3 separate regions of the Anas platyrhynchos genome follow, and regions 2 and 3 are each linked to region 1. Evidence: chromatin contacts called from public Hi-C data. All regions are on one chromosome and are shown on one strand. The core of a region is the stretch at or near the end of the contact, and the rest is flanking DNA. Distances in the headings are between cores, read along the strand shown.

Evidence for each region. Hi-C and Micro-C count contacts between places; a contact is called where the count stands out from the background.
Region 2: a contact with region 1 is called in a Hi-C map of skeletal muscle, with 2.4 times the contacts expected there. The contact joins two enhancer-like sites. A contact is called at or near these places in 3 of 8 Hi-C or Micro-C datasets (liver and skeletal muscle).
Region 3: a contact with region 1 is called in a Hi-C map of subcutaneous adipose tissue, with 1.9 times the contacts expected there. The contact joins the promoter of ATP12A here to the enhancer-like site in region 1. A contact is called at or near these places in 2 of 8 Hi-C or Micro-C datasets (liver and subcutaneous adipose tissue).

The regions. Positions count from the first base shown.
Region 1 is chr25:7,776,800-7,780,337 of IASCAAS_PekinDuck_T2T, reverse strand. It overlaps GRAMD1B (GRAM domain containing 1B), which reads right to left. Exons shown (of 24, transcript XM_072027759.1): 6 at 3,217-3,427. Among named protein-coding and RNA genes, the nearest start is that of SCN3B, 46 kb to the left of the region's middle. Within about 2 kb of position 1,962, at least 2 of the 8 cell types and tissues checked have an H3K27ac peak or open chromatin away from gene starts, as enhancers often do.
Region 2 is chr25:7,892,984-7,896,521 of IASCAAS_PekinDuck_T2T, reverse strand. LOC101804044 reads left to right here. Exons shown (of 63, transcript XM_072027710.1): 50 at 1-163; 51 at 880-1,042; 52 at 1,445-1,527; 53 at 2,345-2,505; 54 at 2,761-2,914; 55 at 3,290-3,477. Among named protein-coding and RNA genes, the nearest start is that of ATP12A, 45 kb to the right of the region's middle. Within about 2 kb of position 2,016, at least 1 of the 8 cell types and tissues checked has an H3K27ac peak or open chromatin away from gene starts, as enhancers often do.
Region 3 is chr25:7,848,209-7,851,746 of IASCAAS_PekinDuck_T2T, reverse strand. It overlaps ATP12A (ATPase H+/K+ transporting non-gastric alpha2 subunit), which reads right to left and starts at 1,682. Exons shown (of 23, transcript XM_005026624.6): 1 at 1,418-1,682. The coding sequence starts at 1,426.

The DNA.
Region 1 (3,538 bases), core at 713-3,212:
TTCTTCTTGCAGAAGAGGGGTGGGGAGAGGAGAAGAGGCTGAGAAAGGAGATTTTAAGTTTTTACCCTTCAGTTCTTTGTTCCTAGCCTTTCCCCGTCTTGAACAGGTATCTTCATCTGCCTGGGGAGAATCAGAGGATTCAGGGGATGCCAGACTCTCTTGTTCCAGGAAGGGCAGCTTTGTGGAGCTCAGGATGAGATTCACCCTTCAGCTGGGGAAGGGGTTTGGGGCAGGAGGCTCTGACGCAGGCTGGCAGAGGTCAAGACCAGGATCCCCCTCTCTGCATCGTGCATCCATCCTTGCACTGAACCCACCTCAGGTCCACCTCCCTTTTGTTTCTCTAACTGCAGTGAAGTATTTGTCCTCTTCGAAAAGCAAGGGGCTGGCTGCAAGCACATCCCAGTACCCGTACAAATGTGCTTTGCATGCACATCGCTCCGTGCCAATGCTCTTCCCACCTCTCCTGACAAATCTCTCCACAGCTTGGCAAGGCACCTCCAGCCTGCCACAGCCCAACCCTGACCTGCCCTACCCACACACCTCTCCCTACTCACCAGAAGCCTTTCGGGACTCTCTGCTACTCCAGCCCTGCGTTTTCCATAGAAGTTGTTTCACACCTCACCTTTAGTCCCACAGTTCTCATTTGTAGCATCCAAGCTACAGTTACCATGCAAGAGACGAGCTGTCTAAAGAAAGATACGGAGAAGTTTCCAGCAGACACCAGCAATCATGCAAGATAGGGCTGGCTACACGGGGCGTTCTGACAAAGGGAACTGTAAGCCAGTACTGTCAACTTCGCTGCTAACTAGCAACTTGCCTGGAATTAAATCCAAGGCATCAACTGGGGAAAAGCCAAGACATTGATTTAGTAGATCGAGAAGCCATCCAAGCCATTCTGGTTTCAACTTGCATACACACGTGGAAATGCCAGCAGCCTGGCACTCTGTCCAATAAGCATCCCATCAGCGTTTCTGGTTTTTACACTCTTCTGAGGGTAGCACAGAGATTTGAGATCACATCTCAAATGAGCTTATCTCCAATCCAAGCACCCACAGAGGGATTTTCTACTATTACCTTTCAGAGCGAGCCCATGAATTCTCACAATTCATTTGGGACAGGCCTGTTCTAACAGGTTTAAGCTGGGTTCATTTGAAATCACTGATCTTTAATATTTACATCACACAGAAAAAACATGTAAGGTCAGTAAACTGAGATCAATGGCCTCTCTAGTCTTCATCATAAAAAAGCAGGCAAGAAGTTACGGAGATCGACTCCCATTTCTAAAAGGCATAAAGAAGAGATGAAAGAGAAGGGATTATGTTCAGCCCACCAGAGCCAGCAGATCTCTCCCTGTAAAGACAGCAGCTATTTTTAAGGGAGAAAGAAAGCAAATCTTAAAATGAAGCCTAAAATTCTTTGGAAGTAATTGAAGGAGTGTAAGGAACAGGCCACTTTTCGCACCATGTGAGCAAATATTAAGGAGATCCCAGTGATATAAGTGAAACCAGCTTCTCAGCTACAGGCATCGGGGTGAGCTCTTGCTGACATTCTCGCAGCCGCACCAGGAGAATGCCTTACTGGAGTCACTGCTCAGTACCACGGGGAGGGTTTCTGCGTGATGAGACAATTCTACAGTGGGGCACAGGAGAGAAAAAAGAAGGCTTACTTTGGAGAGGCGCTTGTGTGACTTAATCGGAGAGAAAGCATGCAGGAATGAAAAGAGAGAAATTAAGGAAAGAAGAAAAATTACCTCACAAATCAAGAGAAGGAAAACCCACAAACCCATCAGAAAGCATTGTATCCCCCCCCTTCCTTGTTAAAAGCACCGTGAATTACTAACAGTTCCTCTGTTGGCAAGAATCACCCTCCCATGGCCTTGAATCACAGCACATCATGGGCCAGGGCAATGCAACTCATCTCTGCAACACCCCTTACCAAGGACGTGATTCTCCTGATGGACCCCATCTACAAACACAGCGTGCCCTGCATCCTGCCTGCCTCCCAAGCGCATGGCTTTCTTTTGGGGACAGACTGCCCAAGCGCACAAGGCTGACAGCACCATCATGAGGCTGCCATCCACCATCCTGGGCGGTGGTTGTAGCTTACTGTGTGCACAGGAAGAAGTCTGACCTCAAGGCAACCTCGGAACTGACTGGTCTCAAATGAATCATCTTGAAAAAAACCCTTTGCCCCCTTTTGAGCACACATACTCCTCCCTTAGTGGCTAGGGAGTCCTGTTTTCTCTGCTGACAGTGAACACAAAGAGGAGTGAATGAAGACTTTTTGTGCAATCCAGCAATAAATTGGGTAAAAGATCCCACAACTCATTTCACACAAGCCATCAGAGTTATGCTGTTCTGCCACCTGTGACACTGGGAAGTCGTTCAGGCTGAAATACTTCATAAAGCTGGAAAAATGCAAGTGCTCCTGACAGTAATCTTATAATACACCACTGACATCAGGGTTATAGTCAAAGGTTATGCTTGGTTCCCAAGGCACTAGCATGCTTTACCAGGTCCCACTGCTCACAGAAAATCAAGGGTCCCCAAACTTGAAGCCCTATTCCTCTGAGTATGGCAAACAAAGGCTGATACTGGTTCTAAGACCATCTGTCAAAAGACCTAATACTTCCCTAGGGAAAGTAGCATCTACCCAGCCAAGATTTCCATGGAGTTTGTCAGACAGTTGTAATACTGCACCCGTAAAAGTCAACGTGCAGAGGACTGGCAAACTGATTTTGTGCAATTTAAACCTCATCTCAACACGGGGCTTAGACAGGACTGGAGAAACGCATGGACCCTTCGCAGGCTGTCTGCACAGAGGAGCCTTTATTTCTTTCATGACCCTCCACGATCCAGTTGATAAAAAGTGATTGCAACAGCTGATTTTCAAGGTCTTGCTTAAAATCACAGAGCCTTCCAAGGAAATAGGGCTTTGATTGCAAAAAGATTAGCCTACCAAAGCCATTACGGAGCTGCTGTACAAGCCATCAGCAATTCCTGGACTGAGTTCACTGAAAGGATGATGGAGGTGCACTGAAGTCTGACCTACCCAAACAGCTCCCAGTTAGGAGAATTTTCAGAATTATGATGGGGGAAGAAGGAGAAGAGTTAGCCAGAAGTAAAAAAGGCACTGAACAAAACCAGTGTACCACACTTGAGTTTAAAGCAGCGGACAAATGTACACCTTGACCAAAGTTATTTGCTCATTCCTCACCTTGGAGTTCTTGGCCCCACTGCGGCCTGACTGAGAGGAACAGCTCCGCTGTACACCCTGCTCTGGCGTGGAAGGGGATTTGTCTGATGAGTGGTCTGAGCCTTTTTCCACCATGGTGTCTCCTTGGGAGTCCTGCGGTGTTGGGGACCGAGAGCGTTTGCGCAGGATGGGGGAGCAGGCAGGCGTGCTGCGGTTTGAGTTACTGGCAGTACTGCAAAAAGAAAGAAAGAGGACAAGTGTAAACCTTCAGCTCAAAGAGAAAGCAACTGCACCCTCCCTTGAGGTGAAGCATTACCCACAGATTTCTCCAGTAACACAAAAG
Region 2 (3,538 bases), core at 767-3,266, 120 kb before region 1:
ACCATTCAGGAACACTTCTTGATTGTGACTGTGAATGAAGCAAATGTGGGCTGCGGCCCCAGAAATGTGTCCTTCCAGCCCTCTTCTCTGTTCCAGCTGGCCAGACATGGGGTTCTGAAGCACCAGGAGCTGAACTTAGCTCCTAACTGGGCTGCTATCACAGGTACAGCCAAAATGCTGGGGGATTTTGAACTCTGATGCTTTGACATAACCTTCATTGTACCTGCTTGGGTGTGTTTAAACCAGCATTTCTTAAGAAATGCCATCAATCCATGGGCTGTGTCATTTTTAATCCATTTCCCCTGTCAGTTTTTCCTTCCTGAAGTTCACGGCTCTGTAGCCAAGAACCTGCTTGTGGAGGAGCAGAAGGGAGAGAGCGGGAAGGAGCAGTTATATTTCTACCCACACCCTGCTTGAAGAATTCAAGTAATTGAGGGCATTGTTTCCCTTGGCATGAAAGCAGAAAGTGTCAGTATGTTTCCATGATAAACTAAACTGAAATTAAATGCATCATTTAAGAGTTCACTAAAGGGTAACCAGAAGGGCAGTTAAGGTCTTTTCCCAAAGCCCTACCTCTCTGTAAGTGTTCTGCCTGTACCAGACTCTTGTCCTTCAGAGAGAGGACAGCAAAATGATGGAAATGAAAGCAGGAGTCTTGGTTCTCTTAACTACCTGCGTGGAAAACATTTTCTCTCCTTGCCTGTGTGTACCAGATCAGGGAGGGGAGGAGCAGAAGCCTGTGTGATGAAGATGAAACTTGCTAAATGTTGGTTTCTGTGGGAAGGAGAGCATTTAGTGGAGTGTAGAGGGAGACAGTGCTATTGACACAAACTGCTTCTTGTGTTTCTCACTTCTTGCCATCCCTTGTGGCTTCCCCAGCGGTGCTCTTTGTTCTGGGCTTCTTAACCGTGGTGCTGACAACCCTGGCTATTGTGCTTCAGCCCACTGTGCCCATCCTTAACCCCCTGAAGAGCTGGAAGCCACGGTGGAGGAGCCTGGGTGAGCCACACATCTCCCCAGAGTACGTCCTTCTCAAAGACAGGTAAGCTGCCTTCGGGTGGTAGATAAGCAACAGCTCACGCCTCAATAGTACCAAATCATGTCCTGCTGCACTTCTGCCTCCTTCAGTCCCAGGGCTGGACTCCTGGCCAGCAGCACAATAGCCTGAGTTTCTGGCTGCATGGGAAGTTTCTTGGTGTTCCCCAGCAGTGTTTCAGCTCTCTTCCAGCACAGTGCATGACAGCTCTACCGTGCCCTCTGCACTGAGTACTGTTCTAAGAACTGCCTGACCCAGGCTTCCTCTGTTTGTTTTGAACCTAGAGAAAAAAAAAAACATTCTTCTGCTTGAACTGAAGTAGTGATAGGGCAGTGTCTGATTTGACCAGGGTGAATGTGTATGTCAGACACAGAGATGCCCTTCACCAGCTTCTGTCCTTGCCTCTAGCCTGCAGTACTATCAGACGCTTGGCCCTCGTGGTTCTGGAGAAGATGCTGGCTTTGGAGAGAAAGGAGCTGCACATAAGGAAGGTGAAGTGATGTGCCAACCCCAGCTGTTTTCCCATTGCTTTCTTACCACTTGCTCCCCATTCTGTGTCTTCTGTTAGCCTGGTATGATGATTTTGATACCTTCTCACCTAGAAATATGTTCACACATGGCCACAGGCACTTTTACTGCTCTGCACTTGTATGTAGATGTTTACACACACGTCTTTTTATTTTAGGTTCACTTAATCTCTTTAGCTGGGGACTGTAACCTCCCATCATTGGAATGAATTAGTTTTTTTTTTTTTTTTTCCATTACTATGTTTTCTTTTTGCCCTCCTAGAAGGTAGGAGGGCAAGTGGCTAGCTCTGAAAAATAATTTGGACCAACATTGGGTTCAAATGATTAGTGAAGAAAAAAAAGATCTTTAACAATAATCCCCTGGACTATTTTGTTGTTTATTCTATTCTCTGAATGCATGTGATTCGTGGGCCTAAAAAGGCCTTCGATGACCTCATCTTGGCAATTTCAGGATGTTCACAGCACGTCTGGAGCCCAGTAGATGGCACTATCTAGTGGTGCTGAGAACAGTTCATGGAGAAACTACCACTCACAGCTACAAATCTGGTAGAGAAGTAGCACCCTGACAGTTTACTGGACAAGTTAGAAGTTGATAGTAACGCTCCGTCATCCTCCCCCTTACTAGGGAATGAGACCTTTCCTTATGTGTCTTGCCTATTCATGGTATTTACTCTCAGTACACAAAACACTGTTGCCTCCTATGGATAGTGAGTGCCCCTTGGGGGGTAATAGAATAGATTTGTGGCCAGTGTTCAGGCTTGAGTCTTACCTCGTGTTTCAGAAGAGTGTTTTGCAGTGAGAGATCTGGAGGATTTCAGTGTTTGCACCCTGTATGATAAGCTGGAGGATCAGAATTTGCACCTGGCATCTCAGCTGGCAAAACACAGGATGGACGTGCTGGTGTTTTACAACGGAGTCAGGCAGCAGATTCAAGGTCTCACGGTCAGTGTGAAGAAACGATTGAGGGAAGGGGAGTCTTGGAACTGTGAAACTTGTGAGATGGATGGTTCCCCTGAAGTGGGGAATGATAGGTCTTACTCCCCACTGTACCCTATTTTGATTTTATTGTACACTAATTTTTTTATTGTACCCTAGCATAAAATAGCTTGTGCTAATCTCTGTTTTGATATGAGAGCAAGAAAGTGAAATGAATGGGTTGTGAGGCTTGCAAAGTAAAACGCTATTTGTTGTAAACAGGACATGGTGCAAGCACTGGACTCTGAAGGCCGGAAAATCTTTGCCAGGCAAAGGATTTGCGGGCATAAACCTGCAGAGAGCAGCTGGGCAGCAGTGGGTGTTGAACCGTGTGATGAGCACTGTAGCAGCAACTTCCGAGCAGTAGGGCACACAGGTGAGAGAAAGGGCAGAGCAAGAGAGAAGTGGAGCGGGAAGGAAGAAACAGTGGAATGGTTAAAAAAAAAAAAAAAAAAGGCACATCTCATACGGATGAGCTTGTGTCTTCCAGTGTTGTTGTAATTCTTGAAGAGTTGACAGCCTGTTGACAGAATACAGGTCTGTCAGCTTAGGCATGGGTGAGCACAGTTACAGCACCTCCCAGAAGTCCAAGCCTAATGAGTATGGCAGTGTCTGGTCGTCTTTTTAGGAGGCATCTTGAAGCCATCTGGGGAAGTTTCAGAGAAAGGTGCCTGCTCTTGCTTTTGCTCTGGTGATGACAACTTGACAGTTCTGTAGAAGTCCAATTTAATTGCTTATTGGGTTCCATTAGGTGCACCATGGCAAGAGGTAACAGAGTTAATGAAAGCTCTGGAAATCCTTCTTGGGAGAGCTCAGCACAAGAATATCTTTGTGAAACAAGAGATGGAGCAGCAGGCCCAAGGACAGGATGCACCGGCAGTTGTACCCTCACTGGGCAGCCTGGCCAGTGAAAGTAAAGCAGAAGTAGGGGAAGGGCAGGTGAGTTGCAGGTGTCTGTTGCAGGGCCATCTCTCACCTTTCTGCAGTTTTTTTCCACCTG
Region 3 (3,538 bases), core at 433-2,932, 72 kb before region 1:
TTTATATTTACACATTTGCAATGGATTACATAGAAATTGAGGCAAACAACATAATGGTTGCCAGGGAGAACCAAGCCTGTTACTTCTGCCTTCTCTCTTTACTCATACTTGTCAATCTAGTAGCAGGTACACGAGACTTAAATAACTGAGGGCTGCTGCCCTGATGTTCTGCTTTTATTGATAACTTGAGGGGGTGGGGATGTTGCTGCCTCCCAAGTTTAAGTTAACACCGTAGTCTGAAGGGCAAACTTCCTGTGTTGCCAATTTACCAGCTTCTATAATCATAACGTTCCAGATATTAATTATCTTGTAAGCTACATGCCATTCCTTGGAAGAACTATTGGTTGACCCCATTTCAGAGGCTTCCTTAGAGATTAACCATCAGAGCTTTGTGAGAGTCATACTGGATCTTATCTGATGGTGTGCTCTACTAGCGAGATGGATGCACTCGTATGCTGCTGCTGCTGCTACCGGTCTGTCTAACAAGTACATACACATTTTTGTAGGACAGATGTCAATGTTCAGAGCTGTTCTGCAAAGGTAATGTTCCGGTTGAGTTGAAAGGAGGCATCCTACAAACAGACTAAACCACACAGCTCAGGTGATGGAAACAACAAGGAAAAGAAAGGTTTCAGATATCTTGCTATAATTATGAATTCAAAACTGGCACCCTGTCCTCCAATGCCCTTTAGTTAGAACAATGTTGAAATCTTGAAGTTGTATCTTGAGGAAGGAGGGAAGGGAAAAGCTAAGAGCTGGTGGTAGTTTGAGCAGTTACAAGTCTAGAATCCTTCTCCCTAAAGCACTTGGATTTGTTTGATACATATCCCAGGTAAAGAACATCTCTGTTACAAGATGTTCTGATTTTTTATCTTGTGGAAGATTTAGTCTGGATTATCAGTTGGGATTTTTCCTTCACATTTCTCCTCCTCCCTTTAACTATCCAACCCAAAATCTGTTTGGCTTTCCAAATCTCTAGAAAGTAGAGACCAGGACAGATAGAAAACAACTATTTGTTGCAAGAGTGTCACAGGAAGAGAATAAAGAAAATTCATGAAGTCACTAAAATCAGCAGATCACTGTGCATGATATACACGTAACCTTTAACCTGCACATTTTCATAAAATCTCAGATTTTGGCATTTGCAAAAGAGCTATCATTCATAAAGCTGTTGATTACAAAACTAGCCATTCCTAGAAGCATTTCCTATCCAGTCTTTACTTTTTAGGATTAGAAATTCACTCCTCTCTAGAGTGAAAATTTGAGTAGTGACACTGGATGCCCAGCATTGTCTAGTACCAGTTCCATTTTCACTAGCCCACAATTATAACACATACATGTATATTAAAACTTAATTCAGTGCTTATTCTTAAGAAACTTGTGCAGTAGCAGTAGTTCTGGTGAACAGTGTACTCACCTTTACCATCTTGTTGATTTTATTCCCTTGCTGATGGAATGAAACAGCCAAGCCAAAGGGTGTGGATGAAAAGCAAAAGCCCAGCCGAACCACAGAGTATCTCAGAGCACTTCAGGCTACTGCAGTGCGAAAGCTCACAGAGGTTGTAGTTCCCTCTCAGCTGACAAGCAGACGTTAGCTGGAATCCTGCTTGTGCTTTGGCATCCTTCAGGCAGGACGGGTTCGTTGTCCAAAGCCTGTGGAGAAAGAGCACTGTTTGCTAGTGCTTTATAAATCAGCATCTTGTGCTGCCACTCCACCCCTTCCCTTCCAGGTCCAGCCCATCTTCTGTTTCACCTGTGGTAGGTGGAAAAATACCACAGTAATGGGCATGTGGGTTTCAGGTCAGATAGTTTCTAATTATTCCTTTGTAGTGTTTGCTCACGACTAGGGAACAGGTGTATTATTCATCTTGCTAGAAGCAAAGAGTTTCCTTCGGCGACTTTCCAGCACCGGACTCCCCTTTGGATTTCTAGCTGTCACAGCAGCATGTGGTGGGGTAAAGGAAGCCTGAGCACATTTTGTATCTCCTGGCTGTTAACGTGTTGTTCTGTATGTCTGCCTTGGGTCCCTAAAAGTCAGATCCCTGCCACGTTTAGGTAACTAGGGATTTAATGGAGGAGTGCTCCTTCAAGTTTCTTAACTTTGACTTCATTTTTTATTTTGGATTGCATTTGTTGCGTTTTTAACCTTCATGTGGATCTGGAAAAAAAAATCACTTCCCCATGCATTTTCAGCAACACCACTTACCTGAACAGCTTGTATAAATTGTTTGTCTTGTGCCAATTACCAGCTTCCATATGGGAGTGATAACAAGATTTATGACATGCTTGATACCCGGTGTATCGCATCAGTCAGAGGTAAACTTTTTCTGCATCCCCGTAATTTCACTGAAGAAAAACTAAGACATACATGAAAAATTTTCTATACTTCACCATTACAGAATGTCTTTCATCTGTCTGGCAGAACTGGTCTCACTGCACATATAACGTTCCAGCAGTGTTCTACGTTATATAATTCATGAGCTTAAAATTGCATCATTGGAGATGCTGTGAGGTACCACAGTCACTGGCAGATGACTCCATTTGTCGTTAATACCACGTTAATAGAAATAACTAACATGGACCATTTCAAGCCATACGTGTAAGACAACCCAGAAACATGCTTTACTGCTTCAACAGGACCAAGAGCAAACACATTCAAACTAGGGACTGGCTTCCAGTGACTAGAGTTCATACCTCCTTAAGCTATGTTTATATTTAAAAACAGAACTGCGTCTATTTCTCAATTTACTTTTATTTGTCTTTTTCCATGGCGTTCTTAAATCTTAAAACGTTATGTAAGATACAGAATTGCATCGGGAAAGGTTTCACATTGAGTTTCTGCTGCTTGTTAATTTTTTTGAGAACTGGATTGTGTCCTGGAGCTTGAACAGAAACCTTTCAATATGCTTATAAACATCAGAGATTTCATGATGTATGCCATATGCAAGAACATATGTTGACTATTCAACGTCTCTGTGTGTCATGTGTTGCCCATTACCAAGCTACTAGAACCAAAAGGATTGAGAGGCACAGGGACATCAAAACCAGAATGGTATTGGACACTACACCAGAATGCTAATGCTGGAAGTGAGGGGCTATGCGAAAGCAAACATCCACTTGGAAATAGTGATAAGCCATCCAGGAGCACAGTTGTGTTGTCCTTCAGATCTATTAGCAAAGATGGTGAGCTGGGAAATGAGAGAAGAGGGCTAACGTAACTTTACCTTTTTCATTTATAATTTTTAACTGGGAACTGGGATTTACAATCCAGCAGTGAGGAATAGCTGGTAGATGGAAAACAGGAGCGGGTATCATACCCTGCTGTTCACTGACTTGTAAAAACAACTGCCTCACACTTCTTCCTAATAATTCATGATTTAGGATGTTTTCTGGGTCATTTTGATGGGTTTCACATTTCTCTAAGTCATAATTGTTTTTGCCTGGGGACAAATGCTAGGAATGCAAATTAGAAAGTGCTTGGCAAGAAAGCTCTCCATGTGCCTTTGCCTGGATGCAATATTTACATTGATGCACCTTC